Regions from separate parts of the Lactuca sativa genome. Here region 2 is linked to region 1. Evidence: chromatin contacts called from public Hi-C data. All regions are on one chromosome and are shown on one strand. Each heading gives the region's core, a stretch centred on a gene start, on an enhancer-like site or on the middle of the called end of the contact. The rest is flanking DNA. Distances are from core to core; before and after follow the strand shown. Region 1 holds the start of LOC111911774 (protein ZINC INDUCED FACILITATOR-LIKE 1). Region 2 holds the start of LOC111900145.

The links. Hi-C and Micro-C count contacts between places; a contact is called where the count stands out from the background.
Region 2: a contact with region 1 is called in a Hi-C map of leaf, with 5 times the contacts expected there. The contact joins the promoter of LOC111900145 here to the promoter of LOC111911774 in region 1. A contact is called at or near these places in 2 of 4 Hi-C or Micro-C datasets (both in leaf).

The regions. Positions count from the first base shown.
Region 1 is chr8:192,928,545-192,934,221 of Lsat_Salinas_v11, forward strand. It overlaps LOC111911774 (protein ZINC INDUCED FACILITATOR-LIKE 1), which reads right to left and starts at 2,427. Exons shown (of 17, transcript XM_023907515.3): 1 at 2,135-2,427. The coding sequence starts at 2,285.
Region 2 is chr8:193,095,620-193,101,296 of Lsat_Salinas_v11, forward strand. LOC111900145 reads left to right here and starts at 3,413. Exons shown (of 3, transcript XM_023896015.3): 1 at 3,413-3,787; 2 at 3,908-4,310; 3 at 4,571-5,542. The coding sequence starts at 3,930. The coding sequence ends at 5,365.

The DNA.
Region 1 (5,677 bases), core at 1,177-3,676:
TTAACTTATTGTAATTTAGCGTTTGCTAAGACTACAAAAATAACTTATCATAACATGTAAGCAAGTTTTTTTTTTTTTTTTTTTTTTTTTGATAAATTAGCTTGGGATAGCTTTATTGAAAAATTAGTTTATAAATTAAAAATTAGTTAAATAAACAGTTAGACATGACTGTTGCTTACCAGTAGAGAGCACAAGGAACCATATACATAACACTTCCTTTATCGGATACCCTGTTTGCAGCTCTTTGTACTGATCCACATTACAACCAGGACAGTTTTTATAGAATACCTTGTTCAAAAGTGGCTTCTTAAATTCATTGCCACCCATTTCATATAAATTAAAACCCCAATTCAGCTGTCAAAAAATGTCTAGAAATTGATTCTTCTCAAAAGGATATGATCATGTTAGTTGAGGGAGAAATGAGAATGATCGAAAATGAAAATGTAAACGATTCTTTTTGTTGAAGTAGGGAACTCATACTCCGATAATTACAATATAAAATGGGTGAAATTTTAACTTAAGAAACATCGTTATTTAGGCTGCAGATCATGACATCATCACATATGTCACTAATTGAGAGGCCATCGATGGAGACACCAAAGGATAGATGATATCAGAATTCAAATCAAACATTGGGATTTGATTGAATTGATTAGTTGATAGGGCTGGGTGAGGCATATAATCGAACACATGGTGTGCAGACGACAAACGACCACCGATTGGATCTCGACTGTAGCCGCCATCACCCACCACATTGTCGTTTTCTTCTCTTACGTCTCTCATTTTTTAAAAAATATTCTACAAGGAAGACGTAAGCAAATCCGCGATGGAGATAAACCAAGAATTTAGAATCGAAGCATAAAGCGTTGCCAAAATCGTAAAAATGTGAAATTTTTATCTCTTCCGAAAACATTAGTGCTTTTGGTGTTCTTGCATGCTTAAAGATGAAGTGGTGGTAATAGATTTTACCACGGCGGAGCTTTTTGTCGGCGGTGGTTACTTTCGTTTTCTTGATGAAATGACTCGAATTAATTCCCAAAATAATCGGCAGACGTGGTTGAAAAATATAAGGCTTTGGATTTATTCTTATTTGTACACGTATATTCTAACTTTGTATCAAATACACCTTTTTTTACCCAAATCATTAATAATAATTTCCTATAAATGAATAGTGAAAATGTTAACTTTTTTATTATTATTATTATTATTATATCCTTGTAATTTATTTAAGACAGTTTACTTTGATTTTTTACTATGACTTTTGTAACGTCATATTTTATATAAATCCGACTGTTTTATGTTCATCTAAATAATAATATGTAAATTTTTCAGAAACTGAAACGGAAAAGTGTCCTCAATACGACATAATTTTAATCATATATATAAATTATTTATTGGTTAAATTTAATTCTTTTGATTCCATTTGAAATAAAATGAAAACACGCACACACACCACATAATACTTACCCACATTTAAATGGACAAAAATCTCAGTTGGCAAAAATGAAATGAGCCTCACGTTTCAAACTTATATCATGTTTTTTTCACCAAGACTGAAATATATATATATATATATATATATATATATATATATATATATATATATATATATATATATATATATATATATATATATATATATATATACTTTGTAAAAGGCATTTAATGTATAAATGTTGAACCATTTGTGTACCAATTGCTTGATTTAGGATTTGTTTTATTCTCGACAGTAATATACTAAGGCGGCCACACATGTCTCGAGTTTACTGAAAACAAATTAAAATAGGAAAAACCTTCAAAAAGATTTTATTAAATTCTTTAACTTTTGAACTTTATTATTATTATTAAATTCTTGTTTTTGAAAAGTTATTTTCTATATTTTACTGATAAACTCATATTTCTTTTACAAAATTTGCAAATATATTTTTATATGTATATTTTCAGTTAACACTCTTCTATGTCATTTTATATATTCTTATCTCACTTATCAATTTTACCAAAGATGAGTACTTTATCGGCAACATTTAATTTATAAGACAAAAACTGGTTCTTAGTTGAAATTAACTTTTCAAGCTACAAACATATTCTTAATTAAACTTGAAGGAATAAATAAAAGCATTAGCAATATACTTACCAACACATAAGACCACGATCCAAATAAAAATGAGCTCCTTAATGGGTAACCCCTTTTGCATCCGTTTTTGACGATCCACTTTACAACCCGGGCAGTTTTCATGGTAAACTTGCTCCAAAAGCTCCTTTTTTAGCTCACTGTTGTTCGTCATTTGTTGAATCAAGATTCAACCCTTTAAAAAAATCGCACTTTCTGTCTTTTGATCTGAAATCAAACCGAGTTTTTCTCCTCGTTCTTTCTCTCGGTAGAGAAAAAGAGTCGGAGGAGGAAAATGGAATTGGGCAAAAAGATAAAAATCTACGGACTTCACTCAATAATATATACCATAAGTAAGTTACAATAATGGTCCCTGAATTGTAACTAATTTGGCAATTTAAACCTTATTAAGTTATGACTTTAGCCCTGTAATTAATAAGTGACAAAATACTCCCTCCATGTAATAATGTTATGAGTGAGTTGGTGAAGATGGAGAGTGGTATGTGTTGATGAAATAAAAGAGTTGGTTTATAAATTAAACAAGTTTATCCACCTACATTAGTTATGTATGATTTAACGAATAATATTGGATACACAAATTTTGACTTGAAATATTTTGGTTGATAGAAATATATAAGGGTGTAAATGAATTGAATAAATGCAAACAAGGGTTTGTTCATGTTCGATCATTTAAGTTAACCGAACAAATGAACAAATACAAACAGATAAACGAACGAGTTTTGTTATTCATGTTTGTTCATTTAACAAATTACATTGTTCATGTTCGTGTACATGTTAAACACACAAAACTAAACAAATACAATTGAACATATATAAACATAAACGAACATATAATATAGTAATGTAATAAAAATAATAATTGAACATATATAATCATAATAAACTTAAACGAACGAACATAAATGAACGTTCATGAACATAAATGAAAGAACAAGACTATCGTTCATGTCCATTCGTTTAACTAAACGAACAACAATGTGTGCTCATTTTCATTTATTTATTAAATGAACGAACATAAACGAATTTCCCGCCAAACGGTTCATTGAACGTTCAGTTCGTTTACAGCCCTAAAATATATAATTGAATAATATTTATAGTGGCTTAACAAGTTCGATATGTGTGGGGTGCCATTTCATATACCATCTTTGCATCACACCTTGGTTTTCTTTTTACTATGGATGCTAATAAGAGATTGTAATAGGGTTTGAGGTCTGAGGAATACATTGGACCCAATCCAAAATTTCATCCCCAAATTATTGCCCATATATTCATTATATCCAGCGGTGAATATAAATACATCATCATCTCCATCTTCAACGGGAGAACGATAATCTCTAGGAATTGGGATTTTGTTGGAAAAAAGTGGTTTGTATCTCCACTTCGGAACCAATAACAAAGTTGTGTTCTAGCTCTACTTCGTAATAGTTTATTACAAGATAACTTCATTTTGATATGGCATACGAGTCAAAAGAAGTTGTTATGAATGGGATATTGATTGTTAAAGTATTGCGTTTAAAATAAATGTTTAGAAAGTTGAAGGGCATATGAAAACTATAGAAATTAACATTTAAGCCACATTATATGTGGTTGAATTATAGCTTTGAATAAATAAACACATGAAATCAATGTTGTTTGTATATATTAAAATTTATAGTCAATAGAATTATAGGAAAAAGGAATCACACACATTCTTTAAACAACAAAAATAGCACTACAATCACAAGGCGTAAGTTGCTCAACCCGCGGAAAGAGAGGTGACAAAATTCTGGTGTAGAATATATAGAGGTAAATTAGATGTATTTTTTAAGTTGGGATTTGTGTATTTTTAAAGATATGTTATCTGCTATTATGTCCTGTGAGACAAACATCCAATACTTTGAATGGGATCTGGTTTAAGGAAAATATGTGTTACGTATGTCTCATACAATCCGGGTGCTATTGATCAATTTTGATTTTTATATTTTTTGGGTTGCAAGGTTCGAATATGGGTTTTACATGAATCAGGATCACTAACATAAGTTTAAAAATTCTACTAAAACAAATAAACATTAAAGATTACATATTCACAAAACAAAAAGGTAAATCAAGTTATTTAAATTATTACTAATCATATAATAGGATTGTATGTACTAAAATATAAACATATGAATGAACGAAAAGTTCCAACATGTTTATGGTGGTACTTATATTATTTGTACGCCAACATAAACATATGGTTAAACGGGATATTAGCACCTTATATTCTTTTTCGAGATCCTAATATTGATCGGATCTATAGGAATCGGAATTCAATCACTAACAATGCAAACATAAAAAGCGAAAAGAAAGAAGCATTGGAAAAGTGTCATGTTTGAGATAATAATAAACCAAGAAGGACAAGTTGGAGCTAGCCACTTGGCTTATAAGATATTTCTAACCGGATGGTCTTAGGTTCAATTCCAGACAAAATATTAACTCACCGTTCTAAAACAACAACAACAACAACCAAGAAGGAAAAACTTTATTTTGTTTAATCATAAAAATCTTTTGAAAACAGTTTTGAGAGATTTTAAGTTGTTTGTTACTTTTTTCTTTTGGGTTACGGCTAGAAATGCTAGATGGCGTTTTAATTGGACAGGGTGCTTACAAAATCATAGCATATCTATTTTCTCTATGTAATTTCTAGCTTTTTGTTAGTTTTTTAATAAATTTGTCACCATTCTAAACAAAATATAAGATCTCGACATAACAATAACTAAATATATACTCCATATGAGTTTATATTGTCTCTAGTTCATATGAGTTTTGACTCCTTATAACCAGCATAATTGTAAACCTAAGAAATTATATTTCTAAAGTTTTGAACATGGGCTTTCCTTTACGATGACGAACTTGAAAATTAATTTTTTTTTGGTTGTGTAATTTGTAAAACATGATGGATAAGTCCCTAAATATGTCACGTATGTTTTTTAAAGCATGTTCAACAATTAAGATAAGAAAGTATCTTCTTAATGTATCATCCTATCAGCTCTAAACATGTTTTTTGTAAAAAATTTGAAATCCACGGCGGGTAAAATTTTGAACTTCATAAATATCATGACAGTTGCTAAAACAATGGTCATTTACTGATATCTATTTATAGAAAATGTTCATTTTCATGATTATACATAAGTTAAGCATCATGTTTACACAAGATTAGTAAATATGTGTGTAACCAAACAAAGATTAGTGAATATTTGTGTAACGAATTGAATGTCTATTTACTTCATTACCTACACATACAAGATAATAGAAAATAGTCATGTTTCCATTTAGGGACGGATATAGGAGTTTCTTTGTGCAGATATAGGGGGTTTTCAGAAATTTTGTAGCATAGTATAAATTTTTTAAGAAATTTTATAGGGTAATGTAAATTTTTCGACATGGCACCTCTAAAATCATGTGTTATCCTTAAGATTTTGTCATGTATCCCCACTGTTTCCATCCGTAGACATGAAAAGTTAGAAAATTTTAAATAAAAGGACATAAGTCAAAGAGCATTTTTTGAATGAACAAAACGAACATTGT
Region 2 (5,677 bases), core at 2,163-4,662, 170 kb after region 1:
CTTGACCATAAATAGGGGGTGGAAGAGTCTCTACAAGATCGACGTCGTGAAATTGAAGTTCACCGTCGGATAGACCTTGAAGAGCTTTCTCCATGGATATAACCTCCTCCACACCTGGTAACAGATCAAAGATAACAACGGTTAGTAAAGATTACCCATTTTCAAGGGTTACTCCAACTAAAAAGAAAAAAAGGGGGGAGGAGGAGGACAAGAGAAAACAGAAGGACAAACATTGTACCTTCTTTCTCGACGAAAAACTCAGGCATTTTCCCTCAAACCCTCCAAGCGGCGCTCATTCTCCCGGTAGCCAAGAATCAGTCGATCCAGTCCTCTTCATTAGTGCTGATCTTCTCCAGGTCATCGGCCATTTCTTTATCAGCACCAAAAAGTGTTGGAGCATGATCCACATACACCTTATTCCTTCGGTAGCTAAGCACCACAAGGTCGTCATTCACCCACATAAACTTCTCCTGCCAGTTCTTCTTGGACTTTTTGTCATGAATAAGGGTAGGGACTCCCCGCCGAAAAGAAAAGGGTATGAGTCCCCGACTGAGTGGAAGCATTAAAGAAGTGCTTGAATGTCGGAATAGTTGGCAGGTGCCCTAGGACGTAACAGAGAAGTTCAAAACCCACTATCTTGTTTATAGCAATAGGGGTCAACTTTCTCACGGAAAACCCATACTCCCAGATAACCAAATTGAAGAAGTATGTAGTAGGAAAACGTAGAACCGCTTCAAATAGGGTGATCAGAATACCGACTTTGCCCTCGAGAAGGCTGTAAAGTAATGCATCAGAAAGGGGGATTTGCACTCCGTGTTCGGGGACGAACCCGAATCGGAACTGGAAAGATTCCCACTCCTCGGCAGTAAGATCTCATCCCAAGGAACGTGCAGTAGCCATTGAAGAGTGTAAAGAAAAGGTTAAAAGGATTCTTTGGGGCAAGAAGACAAAGAAAGAAAGGCAGAAGGTAAGGAGGGAATGCAAGGAATGACAGAGGTTTAAATGCCACTAAAGTGGTAGTAAACGGTTTCATGATGAAACTATCGAAGAACGGTAATTTCTCCCTGACAACCGCATACGATATCAGTAGCAGCCTGCCACGTGTCTGTGAGTAGACCAGAATGACTCTGATATGTCATTAACGCAAAAGCCTACTGGCCTAAGGGACTTGTTAACGTTACCTTGTGCGGCCACATTAAATATAACGAAAAGCATAACTGAGACGTTATCACGCCAGAACCCTGGCGAAGACCTGGCCTTGGCCCAAGTGAGCCAACATTGGGGTGACAATTCACTTTCCCTCACGAGGAAAGAATATTCCCTGTGATCTTCTCATTCACTCACGACCAATTAGGGCGTGACAAAAAGACTAGGTGACACCCATAACTAACGTCACCTGGCAGTTAGTTAGCGTGGGCATAATACTCCCAGTGAGAGGAGGCCACGTATGACACTCACTGGACAAGGTCCCTACGATCTATTAGTAAACAGGTATAAAAGGATCTCTTCCAGCTGAAGAAAAGGATCCGTCTTCTTCCTCACTAAATTTACCATAAAACTCTCTCTCTCGAGAAAACTAAATTAATCGTCAGAGCGACATCCTGGGTGAACACCCGGATGTCCTTTAACGATCTTTTTGTGTTGTGTTCTCAGGAAAAACATCGAGGTACGATCAATCATCTAGCATTCTATTTCCATGAAGAGCATGTCACAACACCGACCCTCGGATCTTTCGAAACATCTACCTACGCACGATCCAACACCGTTTCTTTCACCGTCGTCCATTGCTTGAGAGGTGTTTTTCATGTTTTATTAGGTTCTGGCCGAGTCGCTTCCATATCAGAATCCATTTTGGGTACAACTTCGGGTTGTGATTGAGTTTGGAATTAGGTTTGGGTTTGGAATTGGAATTGGAATGGCGAGTTGGGAAGATAATAAAATTGAAGTCATTTTTCATTTGTGATTGGACTTGAGATTGGAATTGCATTTGAGGTTGGGATTGAGATTGAGGTTGGAATTGTGGTTGAGTTTGGAATTATGTATGGTAGTGAATGATATTTACGTAGGTTGAAAAGAAGGGTAAATTTTGAATTAAAAAAAATGTCAAAAAATGGGTAAAAAACGAATAGTGTTTTGAAATTGATAAATGGCTCACACACACTCTCTCTCTCATTGGCTAGATGTTACCAATTTTGGCCACCGAACTCAGCATGTCGAGTTGGCGTGGGCTTTTGCCTAGTCTCACCGATGCCACTCCGCCTACTTTAAGGCGCTATTTGTTTTTTCTGAGGTAAAATGTCTGCAGTTTTGCGGACCACATCTGCAGTAAAAAAGGTGGATCAAACGTTTGTAGTATGAAAAAAGAAGACTTTTTGTTTTTTAACATCTTCAGGCTGTTAGAGTAAACTAAGATCTAATTAAACTTATTAAAAAAACTTAAAAGAGTTTTTCAATAATTTAATTACTACATTATAGATAATTAATATGTGGATCAACTTTTATGTATTATTATATAAAAAGTAAAAATAAAATGGTACGGATTAACGTATATATTTTATAAAAACCAACAAATTATGGTCGTAAAGGTATAAATAAACTAAATGAAAATTTTCTAAATTTTTATTTTACCTTTTCAATTAAATCAATTAAAAATTTAGCATAAATGTTTTTCCTAAGAAATGAATAATACTATATTAAATAATGTTTTATAAAATTTGGCATAAAAAATATAAGATAATATTAAGATTTTTTTTCATGTCTATATAAATAGCTCCAACGACCTTATTGTAATTAAATTTTTATTTATAAATTTATCAAAAATGTCATGATTGTGTCGTAAATTTTTTTTAGTATAGTAACGTTTTTATTAAAAATTGTTTATAATAGATAAAATTGGAATAAATCTAAGTTTAAAAAAAAGATATATATGTTTTTTAGACTAGAAGATGTCTGAAGAGATTTAAAGACTCTGGTCCATATCTGCGCAAAAAATAAGACGCACAGATTGTTTTAGGTATACCATCTTCACTTTTTGGGTTTGTACTCTTAAAAAAAATAAAAAGTCTACAAAATCTAATGTCTAAACGTGGTCTGTTTACAGAAAAGACCAAAAACATCTGAAGATAAAAAAAACAAACAACCCAACTCATATCCTAAGAAAACTCATCCGACTATATCTTGGCAAAACATAAGGAAAAAAAGACTCGATTTGTCCTTTATTTTCTCTCATAAATAATTGATTTAGCTTTAAAATATATAGGTATTTTTTGGTATATGTTAGGGCGAGGTCACTATCGTTTCTTTTTCTTTTTAATTAAATTTGCTAATTATTTTTTTTCCAGTATTCGCTACAAATTTAATACTTCGATTACAAAACACAATTTGAGCTCACTTATTTTCACATAAATGAGATAAGATATTGCGATTTATATACATGAGCTGTATGGAAGTAAATATTCATATCCATAAAAAAAATGGAGCATATCATTTCGCTTCCATATTACGCCAAAACTCTAACAGTAATCGAGGATTCTATTCCTTTCCCCAGCGCGAGAAATCGGATTTTGAACTTTCTGATTTGTTTATTCTTTGTGGGGTTTTATTATGATTATACAGTAAAAGTGGTCTGTGTGTAGCCACAAGCAACAGATTTTGTCAGATTAGGGTTCTTATTATAAACAGATTATCCGAGTCCAGTGCTTTGCTGTGAATCAGATAAAAAAATTATTCTTCAGCGAACGATTAACGATTTGTTTATGAATTCAGTACCAAATCCATCATTACACATGTATGGAAGCTTCACTTTACTTCACCTTCTTTCTAAAATTTTATATGTTTTCAAATCATATATCCTTTGCATGTTACTGATCATTAACTTGCTTTGATTGATTCTGTTTATATTTTACAGAATTCGAACTTGACAGCTGGAAATGGAGGATAAAATTGTGTCGAAATTCGAAGACGATGAAGATGAATTTCGAAGTTGTTGTTCAGATGAGGAGAAACTTGAAGAAATTGCGGAATTGGAGTCAAAGAATGGTGATTACGAGCTTGATGAATTTTCGGTTCGAATGTTCTTCAAGGGTGTATCGATTTCAAAGCCTGGAAATGAATCGGGGGTTTCTGGAATTGGAGTGATCATGGAACGACCTAACAAGCTTCCTTCGATTCATGTTCAGAAAAGACTTGAATTCTTTGTCGTTGAAGAAGTAGCTGAATATTTAGCTTTAATGGATGGTTTATCTGAAGCAATTCGACATAACATCAAAGGGGTATATGCGTTTACCGATTCCCAGAACTTATTTGATCAGGTGAGCAGATTCTTTTACCTAAGAACAACTGCTTTTGAAAAATCTTCCCAATTATAGCGTTGTACCTATAACTTTTTTCTTAAGGACATTATTTTTTGAAAAATCTACCCAATTATAACAAAGAAATTTGTTGTGTATTTGGATAACATTGCAACAGTTTATAGATTTTTCAAAGTACAGTGCTATAATTGGAAGCAATGATAAACAAATCATTGAAAGTAGATTGCTATTTCCGCATCTAACCCATGTTTTTTTGGCAGATTACAAATGATTCTACCCTCAAGAATCCACTTCTCATGGCATTGAAGCAAAAAATACTTGAACATGTTGAAAATCTTGAACATTTTGTTCTAAAACATGTTCATGATGTCAATCTCAAGTACCCTTTGCATCTAGCAAAAGTGGCAATCGGGATTGTTCATGATACCAAAGATGATCAAACGGTTGAAAATTTTGTACTTTGTTGTGAAGATAAACCAACACCCATGATGATCACATTGAAATGTTCACATAAATTCTGTTCTTGTTGTATGAAAGCACATGTTGATGAAAAAGTTCGGTCATTTGAGGTTCCCATTAGGTGCCCAATCCCGAACTGTAGGAATTACATTTCTACCCTTGAATGCAAAGTGTTTCTTCCCGTTGCCTTGTACACATTGTTAGAGGAGATGGATGCAAGTGAATGTGCAATATGGGGTGAAGAGGAAGAGGAAGAGGAAGAAGAAGAAGAAGAAAATGACGAAAATACCCTCACCCCAACTTCTCATTCCGACCCTTCACAGCAGTTTGAGGAATGGGCATGGGAGTCTTTTGGTTCACTTTCAAACATGACAGATGCTTATTCTGATCAAGAAAGATCACAACTTGCATTGATTCAAAGATTTCTTGAAGGTGGTGGTTTTAGCCTTGGTGACCACCATGAACCGCCATCTTTGCCGCCAGATGATGGCGGCTCGTATCTTGATAACACTATCAAGGACCTTGACCAGCTGCCATGGCTTGAGAGATTTGTTTCTGTTATAAGTGATGATTGTTATAATGAATACACTCGGTGAAGCCATTTTCTTTTAGTGCATTTGAAATTGTTGAAAAAAATCAAAGGTGAATGTATGATCGGAAATTTTCCTGTCGGGTGTTTGTTTCTTTAGGGAAAATATAGAAGACATGGACAATGAGAATCTAAAAAATTGAAGCTTTATCAAGTCTATAATGGATGATTTGCTTTTAATAAATGATTAAATATAGTGTAGAATGGTAAATTTGTATGGAAATTGGAATGTTGATAAATGAAACATATTGCAAAATATAAATGCCTACATATCCAACACCTATGGTATTTTTTTTAAATGTTGATGTTATATATTAGT